Linked DNA regions of Anas platyrhynchos: region 2 is linked to region 1. The links are chromatin contacts, called in public Hi-C maps. All regions are on one chromosome and are shown on one strand. Each heading gives the region's core, a stretch centred on a gene start, on an enhancer-like site or on the middle of the called end of the contact. The rest is flanking DNA. Distances are from core to core; before and after follow the strand shown. Region 1 holds the start of LTO1 (LTO1 maturation factor of ABCE1). Region 2 holds the start of FADD (Fas associated via death domain).

What was found. Hi-C and Micro-C count contacts between places; a contact is called where the count stands out from the background.
Region 2: a contact with region 1 is called in a Hi-C map of subcutaneous adipose tissue, with 3 times the contacts expected there. The contact joins the promoter of FADD here to the promoter of LTO1 in region 1. A contact is called at or near these places in 2 of 8 Hi-C or Micro-C datasets (liver and subcutaneous adipose tissue).

Annotation. Positions count from the first base shown.
Region 1 is chr5:47,809,804-47,815,858 of IASCAAS_PekinDuck_T2T, forward strand. LTO1 (LTO1 maturation factor of ABCE1) reads right to left here and starts at 3,087. Exons shown (of 8, transcript XR_011809772.1): 1 at 2,929-3,087; 2 at 2,735-2,840; 3 at 598-668. It overlaps FGF19 (fibroblast growth factor 19), which reads right to left. Exons shown (of 5, transcript XM_038180520.2): 5 at 5,845-6,055.
Region 2 is chr5:48,081,977-48,087,300 of IASCAAS_PekinDuck_T2T, forward strand. It overlaps FADD (Fas associated via death domain), which reads left to right and starts at 1,399. Exons shown (of 2, transcript XM_005022778.6): 1 at 1,399-2,267; 2 at 2,688-3,052. The coding sequence starts at 1,967. The coding sequence ends at 2,974.

The DNA of each region.
Region 1 (6,055 bases), core at 1,837-4,336:
TTCATAAGCTCATATTACTTTCCATACAGATAACAGAATGGATGTCATAGAAAAATATAGGTTGGAAAGGAAGTCTAGCCTAGGTCATCTAGCCTACCTTCCGCCCAAGGCAGGACTAACTTTAAGGCCAGAGAAAGTTGCTTGGTACCATCTCCAAACATACTTTGAAAAATCTACAACGATGGAACTTCTGTTGTCAACTTGGTCAACCTGTCAAACTGCTTAGCTGCTCACACTGGTAAGGGTTTTCTCTTTACACCCTATCAGAAATTCAATAGTTTCAGCTTGTGAAAGGTGCTTATTATCCTTTGCACACTACTGCAAAGAATAAGTCTCTAGGACTTCCCTTTATGTAGTACAATTAGCTATCTCCTTTGTTTTTTCTTCTTTAGCGTGAAGAAACCAAGTTCCCTTATCCTCTTTTCAGTATCACATGGTCCAGAATAGGATATAATCCCAACAAATCTCTGCTCACCCTTCTGGTTTTCAATATATATATTTTTTTAACTTGGGAGAAGGCAAAACTGAACAATATAATTTGAATAATCTGAAAAACTATTGAAGGAACCTTTTTTTTTTTTTTTTTTTAAACCTTACCTGTTCTTTTCATCTGTGCATTTGCTGAGCAGACACTGCCAGGTCAGTGCAAAGCCAAGGTAGCTGCCGATCTAGGAATTTATAAGAATACCATGAAAAAAATAAACATATGCATACAAATCATTAAACAAATGTATACAAACAGTACTACATTATATCCCACTCTTCAGGAAACAATTTATTGCCTATACAAACACATTTCATGTTGAAAAGCTCAATAAATTAGGGTAAGATGAATGAGGGATATCTGTGTTACCCAGTACAACAGTCAGAACACTTCTTGTAAGAAATCTGTTTAGCATCAGATGAAAACAGTATTTAAAATGCAGCATGAACAGCAGTCCTGCAAAACACTATCCATATTGACACCCTCTGAACCTCAAAATTTATGAAACTGATGTATGGCAGTAGGGAAATAATTCAGAAACAACCTATTTAAGATGCTTTGGTAAGTATGTGTTTTTGCAGCAGTGTCAGCTTAAGCAGCTCCTGTACAGCCCCAGAAAAAGCTGTACCAGCTTGGCTGAGGGAGCAGCCAAGTCAACCAAACAGGAAAACACATTTTTTCTGAGTTAATATGCAAAGAATGTTACTAGCCTAACTCATGAGGGTAGCACAGAATCAGAAAGAAGCACAGGAAGCTGACTAAGCCAGTCTTGCTGCCAGAGAGCTTTTCATTACAACTGTAATCAAATAGGAATATACTGGAATATAATAAGAATATGTTCTTCAATGCACCAGCTTGTAAGTCAGCTGGAGTCTCTTTCTAAAATGATTTAGCATTCTCAGAAAAACAACACAGACACTTAAAACATAAGTGAGCTGACTTCAAGGTAGTTAAGTCCAAAATTATAGCCTAATCCCACTTCAGTCCACATGTGCATACACCTGCCATTTAAACGTAGTAAACATAGTTTAACTTGGAAGTTCCCATAACCTTAAAACCACTTCAGAGTAAAGCAAGAATGTTTGGGAATACCAGTCTCCTGGCAGTTATGTTTGATATGGTACACAGATCAACTTTTGTTACTTCGTGTATTTTATTTATTTATTTTAAGGCTCAAACGTGGGTTTGGGACTTAACATTTCATTTAGTGCTTAAGCATATTTGAAGTGAGGCAATTTCACCTGCGTGCACCAAAACTGCTTGGAGTCTCCAGGTAGGTGGAGACAACCCACAGACTTGGTACCTAGCTGCACCAAGCTGCTGCGGGCTGGAGACATGTGCCCTTGGACGCTTCACAGCGGTATGCTCAGCAGAATTAGCAGCGCCCTACCACAGGGGCACAATCTTCTGCTTGAGCCCTAGTGGATACTGTGTCCAATACCGCCTAAAAGATATGATGGATAACAAACGTTTTATTTGTAACATCTTAATTTAATTCTCTATCAAGCAAGGCCCCTGTCAGATCAGTACTGTAGTTCTGCTCACGGCTGACAGTTCAAAAACTGCCCAATTCATCCCTTCACATGACTCCCTATCTACAATTTTAGTCTCTTCAGGAACTTCCCAACATAAGTAGATCAGTGCACTTCTCCTATATCATGGCCTACACAGGACAGTTTTGCATACAGCCATCTGTATTTAGAAGCTGCTGTTCAATGCTGTTTTCTTAGAACTTCAGAGCTGTAGCATCACTAGGAAAATATTTCATCACTATATATCTCTGTATCACACCAAGTGTAAACCAAAATTTTATAATAACCATCCTTTCAGAATTTGGGTTTACCGATTTCACTTCATAATGGATTAACATAATTGCTGCTGTTCTGCCAGTAGCAATATTCACCTGACAAACTCTCCCAATGTTAGAAGTAGCAGAGAGTAAAACACAGACAACCAGAATTGTCCTGTTGGAGGAAAGTGACTTGGGTGAAGAGCCAACACCGCATGGTTTTCCCTAATGCTGAACCACAGAGGATGGTCCGGGGGTTAAATTTTGGGTTAAAGAAATCAACATATACAATTTGTCTCGAGCATGTTTATTTGATTTCTCTCTTATCCTTCCTTTCAGGAGAAAAAAAAATAAATCAAAATGGGATCAAATAAACTTTAAAAAAAAAAAAAAAAGCCTATTTAACAGTTTCCTCGCGACACAGCCCCCAGCCCCGCGACCTGAGGCGCCTTCCCCCTTACCTCGGCGCCCACCCTGGCCCCGTGGCGCGCCCCGTGCCTCCTCCCCTCAGCAGCCCCAGCCTGGCGGCCTTCGGCGTAGCCCTCCTGATAGCCCTCGCCGTGGAACCTGCGGACACACACACACACGGACGGTTTCTGACGCTGGTTCCCACTTCACTTTCTGCCGTTCAGACGCCAGGCAGGGGCTGCCCTACCTGTGCTCGGCCATCACGATCTCCTCGAACATGTCCGGGCCGGGCCCCGGGGCCGCGGCGGCCGCCATGACGCCGCCAGAGCCCTCCCTCAGCGCGGCCCCGCGGCGCGCGGCAGGCCGGGAGCGGACGGCGAGCCGTTGGGGCCGCGCGCGGGAAGCGCACGGTTAACGGCCGCCGCCAGCACCAACGGCCCGCGCCGGCCCTGAGGCGGCAGGGGGCGGCAGCGCGCCGCTGACAGAGCGGGGTGGGACGGGGAAAGGGAATAGGGAGCTGTGGGCGAGCTGCGCCTCCCTCCCGTGACAATAGCGGGATGGATCCTTACTGTGCGTTAAGTTATGCCAGCAGCCTGGTTTCTGGATGGCGCAGCTTGCGTTTGTTTTCCTGTCAGCCTGGCTGGCGGTTGGCAAACACCAAGTCATGCACCCAGCGACCAGTACGGCTAACTCCTGACAGAAGGAGTTGTGGAAACTACCACAAGCCCCTTTTGTTTGGATCCGAGACGCTTTCGACTTTCAATTAGTGTATTTTTTATGTAGTTAGATGGCCAACCGTTAGTATGCCGGTCTATTACAACATTCACTTATTGTTACAAATGAACACTGGTAAAACAAAACATTTGTCCTTATTTATAAATACATACGCTAACTTATTGGTTCTTCAGGTAATTAGACTTGAGACATTTCATGAAATGTGTGGCTCTGCGGACACCAATCCACACAGCGGTACAGCCGGTCTGTTAGCCTCTGAGACAAACACAGGCAGGGGATTGAATAGACGGCTCCGAGGTCCTGAGACGTGTCTACAGAATAAATAAAACCACTAGAGCAAAATCAAATTCATACTAGTAAAGGTTTAGCTAACGAGATGCACCAATCACTGTTCATTAAAAATGCTCCATCGCAACAGGCTATATTGATTTGTAAGGAGTGACTGCAGTCAGTCAGCCAGCTCGTTTTCTGCATTAATTTAATGCTTAGGTGTCGATGGACATTACGTGAAATTAAATCACTGAAGGTTTGCAAGGTGTGTATCTACTGTACTGTCTCACAATCACAAACACGTATTGTTCACTAACCATATGATGCCAGTGGAAATATAAAGTAACTCCAAAGCTAATGACTACAATTTATATCTTTGGAAGTTAATGCAAAGCAAGGGCTTTGATCTCAGTAGGTAGGTGGATTGATTCATTATGTTGCAAATATAACAGTATTCTAGCAAGAAGTCTACCAAACACTGCTCTCATTTTGGGGTATTCTTACGTGTTCTCAGCAATCCATTTCATCTGTCAGGGTTCCTGAGAAACTTGCTGTATGCCTGGACAGTCACAAAGTCACCCGTAATTCAGAGTCTAAATGATGTGTTTTTCCCACTTCCAGTTGCTTCCAAGGCAAACGTATCTCTGCTTTCATCACATCTGATGCCGCCTGAAAGGAGGGTTGGCTATCATACATTTTTGGAGAAAAGAAAGTACATTTATTTTATTATTATTAAACGAACAAGTCCTTCTCCTTGTCCCAGGGTTTCCATGAACATAGTTTCAGTACTTGGAGCAGGGGTAACACTGATACTTCGGTTCCTGAATAAAGGTTTTACAGCTCTTCACACTTCCCCAGAGTGGAAATGGAGATGCCCAGTATCTCCTTTTCTATAGCTTTCTCACTACTCTTACAACTCGTATTTACACATCATAGCTTCTAATTGAGACTTCACAAGGAGACATTTGACACCTGACCTTTTAAAACCCTTTACAGCTGTAAAACCTACTCCTGCAAAGGAAAGCCTGGCAATTGCCTTACTGTCTTTGAGAGATGGTGGCCAGCCAAGGCTCACATAGCGCAGAGCAAAAACGTGCGCGGTGGTGGTGCTGTTTGCATTCCCACAGAACCGAAGACAATGGTGTTCAAAGGTTTTGCACACCAAGTTCCTGACCGAGTCAGGTGTCTAATGGCAGGGAAAGCATTTTCCAGTAATCGTTCCACCTCACACAGGGATCTTGTCACTTTTCATAAGCAAAGCAGCCAGGCCTGGTCAGAGCTTGGATGGGAAACCTCCAAGGGAAACTAAAGTGCTTCAGGAAGTGGTGTGGGTAATTTAGCTCCTGGCATTCTTCCCCCTGTCTGAATAAATATTGAACCAACCTCTAACCATGCTGTTACAGTAAGGAACACCGTGCTGGTGGTGGAAGATGCAGACCCAAAGGTGTCAGCAAATAGGGTCACAAGATGCTATTCACATATGTAAGGATGCTCGACTTTGTGCTCTTGACAATATTCACAATAATGTTAAATCTACTTTAAAATCTCTCACTGGTTAATGTAAACAGTGTGCCCCCTGAATTCTGTCATTTGTTGTGTTTCCCATCAAGACTGTCTTAGTTTGCTTGTTTTCTGTTTTTTGATTTTTATGAAAGGGTCTTGACACATACCTGATGTTCAAAAATAATATAGTGTCTGATCAAAAACAGAAATGAAAAAGAAAAAAACAAAACAAAACAAAAACAAAACAAAAAAAAAAAAACAACCAACCAACCAACCAAACAAACAAAACAGAATACCCAAAGCACAAAAACTTTTGAAATAAAACAACTAGAAAGTCAGGACTGTGTCTCCCAACACATGAAGAGTAGGAACCCTCCGGATGTGCGGCAGTGGCTTAGCACAAAGGAGAATATGAAACACCATGGGAGATGTTCTGCAGCCAAGAAATCTGCAATTCCTGTGAGTCACCCTTGCAGCATTTCCAAACTGAAATGTTCAGTCCCTCTTTTCCTGCCAGAAATAAAGATCTTTTTCAGGCAACACGGCCATTTCCCCCCCCCCCCCCAGGTGCACTGATAAGTATGGTGCCATTCTGTAAAAGAGATCAGCCTTCTACCTACATCGCTTTTGTGTTTTGCAGGTGGATGGTTGATGTATTAATATAAAAATCCACTCATGGAGCATGTAGTGTGGTTCAAGTCTGGTTGGAAATTGCTACCTTTAGTGCCCACAATGTGCAGATGCTGGCGTACCAGCATGCAGCTTTGCCTGTGCTGGAAATTTGCTCTGGCTGCAGCCATCCGCAAATCCTCGCTGAAGAAGGAGCCATTTCCAAAACCCTTCCATGACAAAGATACTTTTCTTAG
Region 2 (5,324 bases), core at 149-2,648, 270 kb after region 1:
TCTAAGTTAATTCACACACTGCAACTCTATTTCTTCTTGGCATCATACTACACTTTTTTATTCATGCTCATTCCTCCACATTAAAGAATCTTCAGGACTGCAGAGAGAAAATACAACCCTCAATACAGGAACAGCTCATCCTAGTTTATGTGACCCTGCAACAAGTTAATTCCCTCCAATTTGCAACAATTAGGGACTCAAAAAAAAAAATAATATCTGCTTTAAACTTGTTTAGTCCACAAATGGCTTTCATCCATGTAGCTAGTTCCACTTACTGGCTTTCTTGATCATGGGCAAGACTGGCTCTGTGTAACAGACCGAAACAGGATGCTGAAAATCTAGCAATTTTATGTAAGGAGGGCTTGTGCCTGTGGGAGTTTTAGAAATGTTTTGGGAGTAGGAGTTGTTCCTCAAGTTGGAATGTGAGACTGGAGAAGGAGATGTGGAAAATGATAACTCCCAAGTTCGTGTATCTGAGACTGCAATCTCTTTATGGCATGGACCAAAGTTCTGTTTGTGTGTTGCAACAATAATAAATTAAAGGATGCACTGGGAACAACTTAGTAATGGGATAGTTTCGGGAATAATCCAAAGGTAGTTCAGGACTTTCCTTGTTCCTATCTATGCTGTGCAGTAAGCCTCTGTGGTTGCTCTGAACTTTGGAGACCTACAAAACAATGTCATGAACTTGAACTTTCCCTTTCGAGAAAAGTTCACAACCTTTCACCTTCTAAAAAATTGGCTTTAAGACATGGAGACTTAAAATTTGCCCTACTTCAGTTTTAAAGGTCAGAAGTTATTTCTTGTCACAATTAACCTTTGTGAGCAACAAGGCCCACATGCCAAGTCCGGTGTTTCTTGGTTAAGGCTTGGGTCTCTGGGGGTAGCAGAGGCAGTGCGTAGAGGGCAGAGGCTGCTTTCCCAGGTGGCTGCCAGAGATGCCATGGCAATAGCAGTGTCTCTTTGGGAAAGGGTCTCTGATGCTGCTTTTCTTGGTCTGTCAAGTCTGTTCATCAATAATTGGTCTCCTTTCCCCCATTTGCAAAAAGAAAATAAAAAAAGAAAAAAGCTTCCAAAATAACCCTTGTAGATTTAGGTGGTAGGTAAAAAAAATAAAGAAGTGATAACTCTCACGAAAAGGCTAACAATTCTGTGTTTAATGGGGAATCTACAGATCCCCCAACCTGGGCACAAACACATTACAATTACAGCTTAACCGAAACCAGGACGCAGGGAGCTGGCTCTACTTGTGCAGCAGGCGGCGGGCAGCGTCAAACCTGGCTCCAAGCACACATTTTTAATTCAGTACCACATAACAAGGCAGTTAATCTCCGAGGTATTTAGAGCACTGTGCGGCTCCTAATAACAGACCAGCTGGCAGCGAGCACGGCGACCAGCGTTTCGGTGCTGTCAGCGCCTCAGGCACTACCGGGTGGCAGGGAGCTCAGCAGGCTGCTGCCTGCCTCTGACACCTCAGCGGGGCGACTCGGCAGCAGGAGCCGCAGCCCAAACACCCCACACGGAGACTGCTGACACCCGTGGGCTGAGGTGTCCGGGCACCCGCAGGCGATGGGGTCGCTTCCTCGTAATTCTTTATTTTAAAACACGCGGGGCCCTTTGCTGCCAGACGCCGCCAGCAGGGCCCGCCTGAGGGGCGGAACGGCCGGCACCAAGGCGGCGGCCGCCATCTTCTAGGGCTGACAGGGAGCCCGCTGCTGCCATCTCGTGGCTGCCGGCGGGCGGGAGCAGGGCCGGGGCAGCAGCGCTCCGCCGTCGCGGCGGGGCGGGGGCCGGGCTTTGCTTCGCTTCGTTTCGTTTCGTTTCGTTTCATTTCTCGTCCCTGCAGTGCCGCGGAGCCGCTCAGCGGAAACAGGAACGAAAGCCGCCCGCGGAGGCGGGACTCCGCCAGCCTTCCCCTGCCGCCCGCGTCTCGCCCGGCGCCGGCCCCCCTCTAGGCCTCGGCACCATGGACCCGTTTCTGACCCTGCTGCATTCCTTTTCCTCGAGCCTGTCGGCCGCGGAGCTGCGAGAACTGAAATTCCTCTGCCAGGACAAGATTGGGAAGAGGAAGCTCGAGTCTGTCCAAAGCGGCACGGAGCTCTTCAACTTCCTCCTCGAGCAGCAGGTGATATCAAGCCACGATGTGGACTTTCTCAAAACGATGCTGAAGGTCATTAAAAGAGAAGATTTGGTTACGCGGCTAGAGCATTTTGTAGAGGAAGGAGAAGCTAATGTACCTGAAGATCAACCAGACGTGAATGAAAAACGTAGGTGGATTTTCTTATTATTTTTTTTTATTTTTTCCAAAATAATCGCAATAAGTACATACACATCATCAAGACATGGGTCTGCTTGGAGCACGGTTGCCTGCTGTGGATGAGTCCGCTGCTAACAGTGCTTCTGCTACTTAATTGTTCCAGAGGACAGTGTTATGTCCTGCAAGAGTACCATGAGGGCAGCATATGCTGCAAACAGCCTGCTGGAGTGGAAATTACTTCTGTTACGCCTGATGGTCACTTGGATGTTTGCTATATACTTGGACCTCACGGTATATGCAGTGGCTTTTCAGACATGGTGTGACATACAGCGTGTGTAATACAGCAAAAGTAGCAGCATTTTGCTTAATAAAAATCTTACCTAATGTTACTTTTGGAAATCCATCATTAACATTGTTTTTGCTATTTCAGGTCTGCAGAAGGTAGCTATTGAAGTCATATGTGAAAATGTTGGGAGAGAATGGAAAATGCTGATGCGGAAACTTGGCTTTTCTGAAGTGAAAATGGACAGAATAATAGCAGCCAATCCCCTTAATTTGAAGGAACAATTGGTTCAGTCACTTCGAGAGTGGCAGAAATGGAAGGGGAAAGATGCAAAGGTGACTGACTTAATAAAAGGTCTTCGAGACTGTAACATGAACTTGGTGGCAGACCTAGTTGAACAGAAGCTCGTGCAACTGAACATTGAAGCCAAATGAAATCAGTGTAAAAACTCATTCACATCTGTGATGTGAAAGTAAAAAAGCAGAAGTGCCTTCCCATGTTCAAAACCAAAATCACTGTCATTGGTTCTGTTAATTCTGCAATTCATTCATGTGCCTTAAATTAATAGCTTAATTTGTGGTCAGATTAAGACTAACATAAAAAAAAAAACAAAAAACATTTCATGTAGTGCTTTGCAGCTGATGCTTCCCTTTAAGTGATATTAACATTCAGAATAACTAAATTACCCTGTGTAAAAATTCTTACACTTTAGTTCAGCCTCTCACCTGAAAATATTACTAGCTTTATTGCAAGTACTTCCCAGATAACATCTCTGTGAATGCATCCATGGAACACTTGTGAGGGAGCTGTAATCTAAAACTTGATAGCTTTTCTTTTGTTTGTTTGTTTTTGTTTTGTTTGTTTGTTTTTAAAGTGGCCTGGTTTTAGTGTGAAAGGGGTAAGGAGGTAGAGCTCTTTGCTGTGTAGCGGTTCTGTTTGTTTTAGGTGGCATAAGATAATATCGTCCATAATCTGTTGAATACCTTTGCTATCAGTAGAAGGATACTAAGAAGACTGTAACCTCACTCTGTAAGATGGCAGTGCAAAAGACGTAATAGCTATTTTAGTGGTGCTTTTTTTGGCAGAAAATATGCCCAGTTTGAAAATGAACATGTTGAAATCAACTGTCTGTATCAAGTGCCTTCATACACGGAATCAGAATGGCAGAGGTTGGAAGGGACCTACAGAGGTCACCTTATCCAGCTCTTTTGCTCAAGCAGCAGCACCACCTAGAGCAGGTTGCCCAGGACCTTGAAAATCTCCAAGAAGGGAGGCTCCTCAGCCTCTCTGGGCAACCTGTGCCAGTGCTGTGTCACCTGCAGCAAATAAAAATCTTAAAGTGCTTCCTGATATTTAGATGGAAAACTTCACCCTGAAGGAAATGTTCTCCTGAAAGTACCAAAGAAATTTTAAGCATTTCACAAATGTTTACAACAGACTTTTTTTTTTTTTTAATGCCTTGAATGTTTTAAGATTCTTCACATCAAGTCATCTTGAAGTAGGATTGTTAACTGCAAATATCTAACTACATAGATAGATACCTGAAGGGAGAGGCTTTGTTTTTGATACTGTACCTGTGTGACTTAGCCCCTTTCAAGTTCTCATTACACGGTGCTATTATTATGAAGGCTGGGCATCAGAATGTAATACATCACTACTCTTTCTGACACTCACAATTTTCAAGTTTTTCTTGAATTTGTTGATTCTAGTGTAGAAGGGAAGCTGCTGAAATGTGAACTTAACTTTTTATTAGAGTTTTTTATTGAAAAATGCATGTGAGAATCATTTTAATTCTAGTGTGCTCACTGTCAGTGATGATATACAAGCAAAGGAGCAATGGGTAACACAAGTTTCCATGTCTGTTTTTTTGGCATGTGCAGTTCTTTAAGTACTCCCTTCAATACTTTGTCAGCATCAGTTGTCAATTCCTAAGTTGTGGTAGGAGATGAAATGCTGCACTTCAATTAGATGACTAGCTCAAAAGTTTTAGTGACTGATAATAGGATTGGTCTTTGTTCTACAGTATTTAAATAAAATTTTCAGACTTTTTTCTTCCAGCATCTAAGCTATCTTTCTGAGCAGAATGGAAGATAAATTAGCAAAATGAGTTATGTTTGTGATGAAGCAGCTCTGCAACAGTTCCAAGTTCAATCTGTCCAGTGTTTTCCTTACCTACTTGTCGTAAGTTTTCTGGTTCACAGAAGATAAACATAGCAGGAATATTAAAAACTATACTGCCTACTACATAGTATCAGGATGTTTTAAGAATCAATAGGAACAGCTGTTTTAGCCAAGTGCTCATCTGCAAGAAATGTTCTGCCTCAAGATGCAAAACTCAAGGATTTGTACATAATGGATGTTTGAAAACAAAGACCTAGACTGCAGCCATCTCTTAGTACTTCAGGACCAATTAAAAACTATTTTTATTAAAGATTGAAAAGGTGATTGTGAGAGGAACAAAATCAAGTGGAACAAAAACTTTTTATTGGGAGGGAGGGAGGGAGTGTAATTCATAAAGAAATGTGTTATTATCTGGTCAGCAATCTTTATTTTCAAAATCACTATTTTGGACTCACTTTTATAGCGAGAATTAAAGTTTTATACTGTATAATTTTGTGCATATTTCATTAAAACTATTTCTTTAAATTAAATGGAACTGTTTCTTTGTTTTATAGAATTGCTGTCTATGAAAGGGATCTCTAATTAGGAGAAAATAAATGCTAAGGACACTTATAAAGAAAGGAGTGGTGCTAACCAGGCCTTCTATTACCATATCACTTTCGG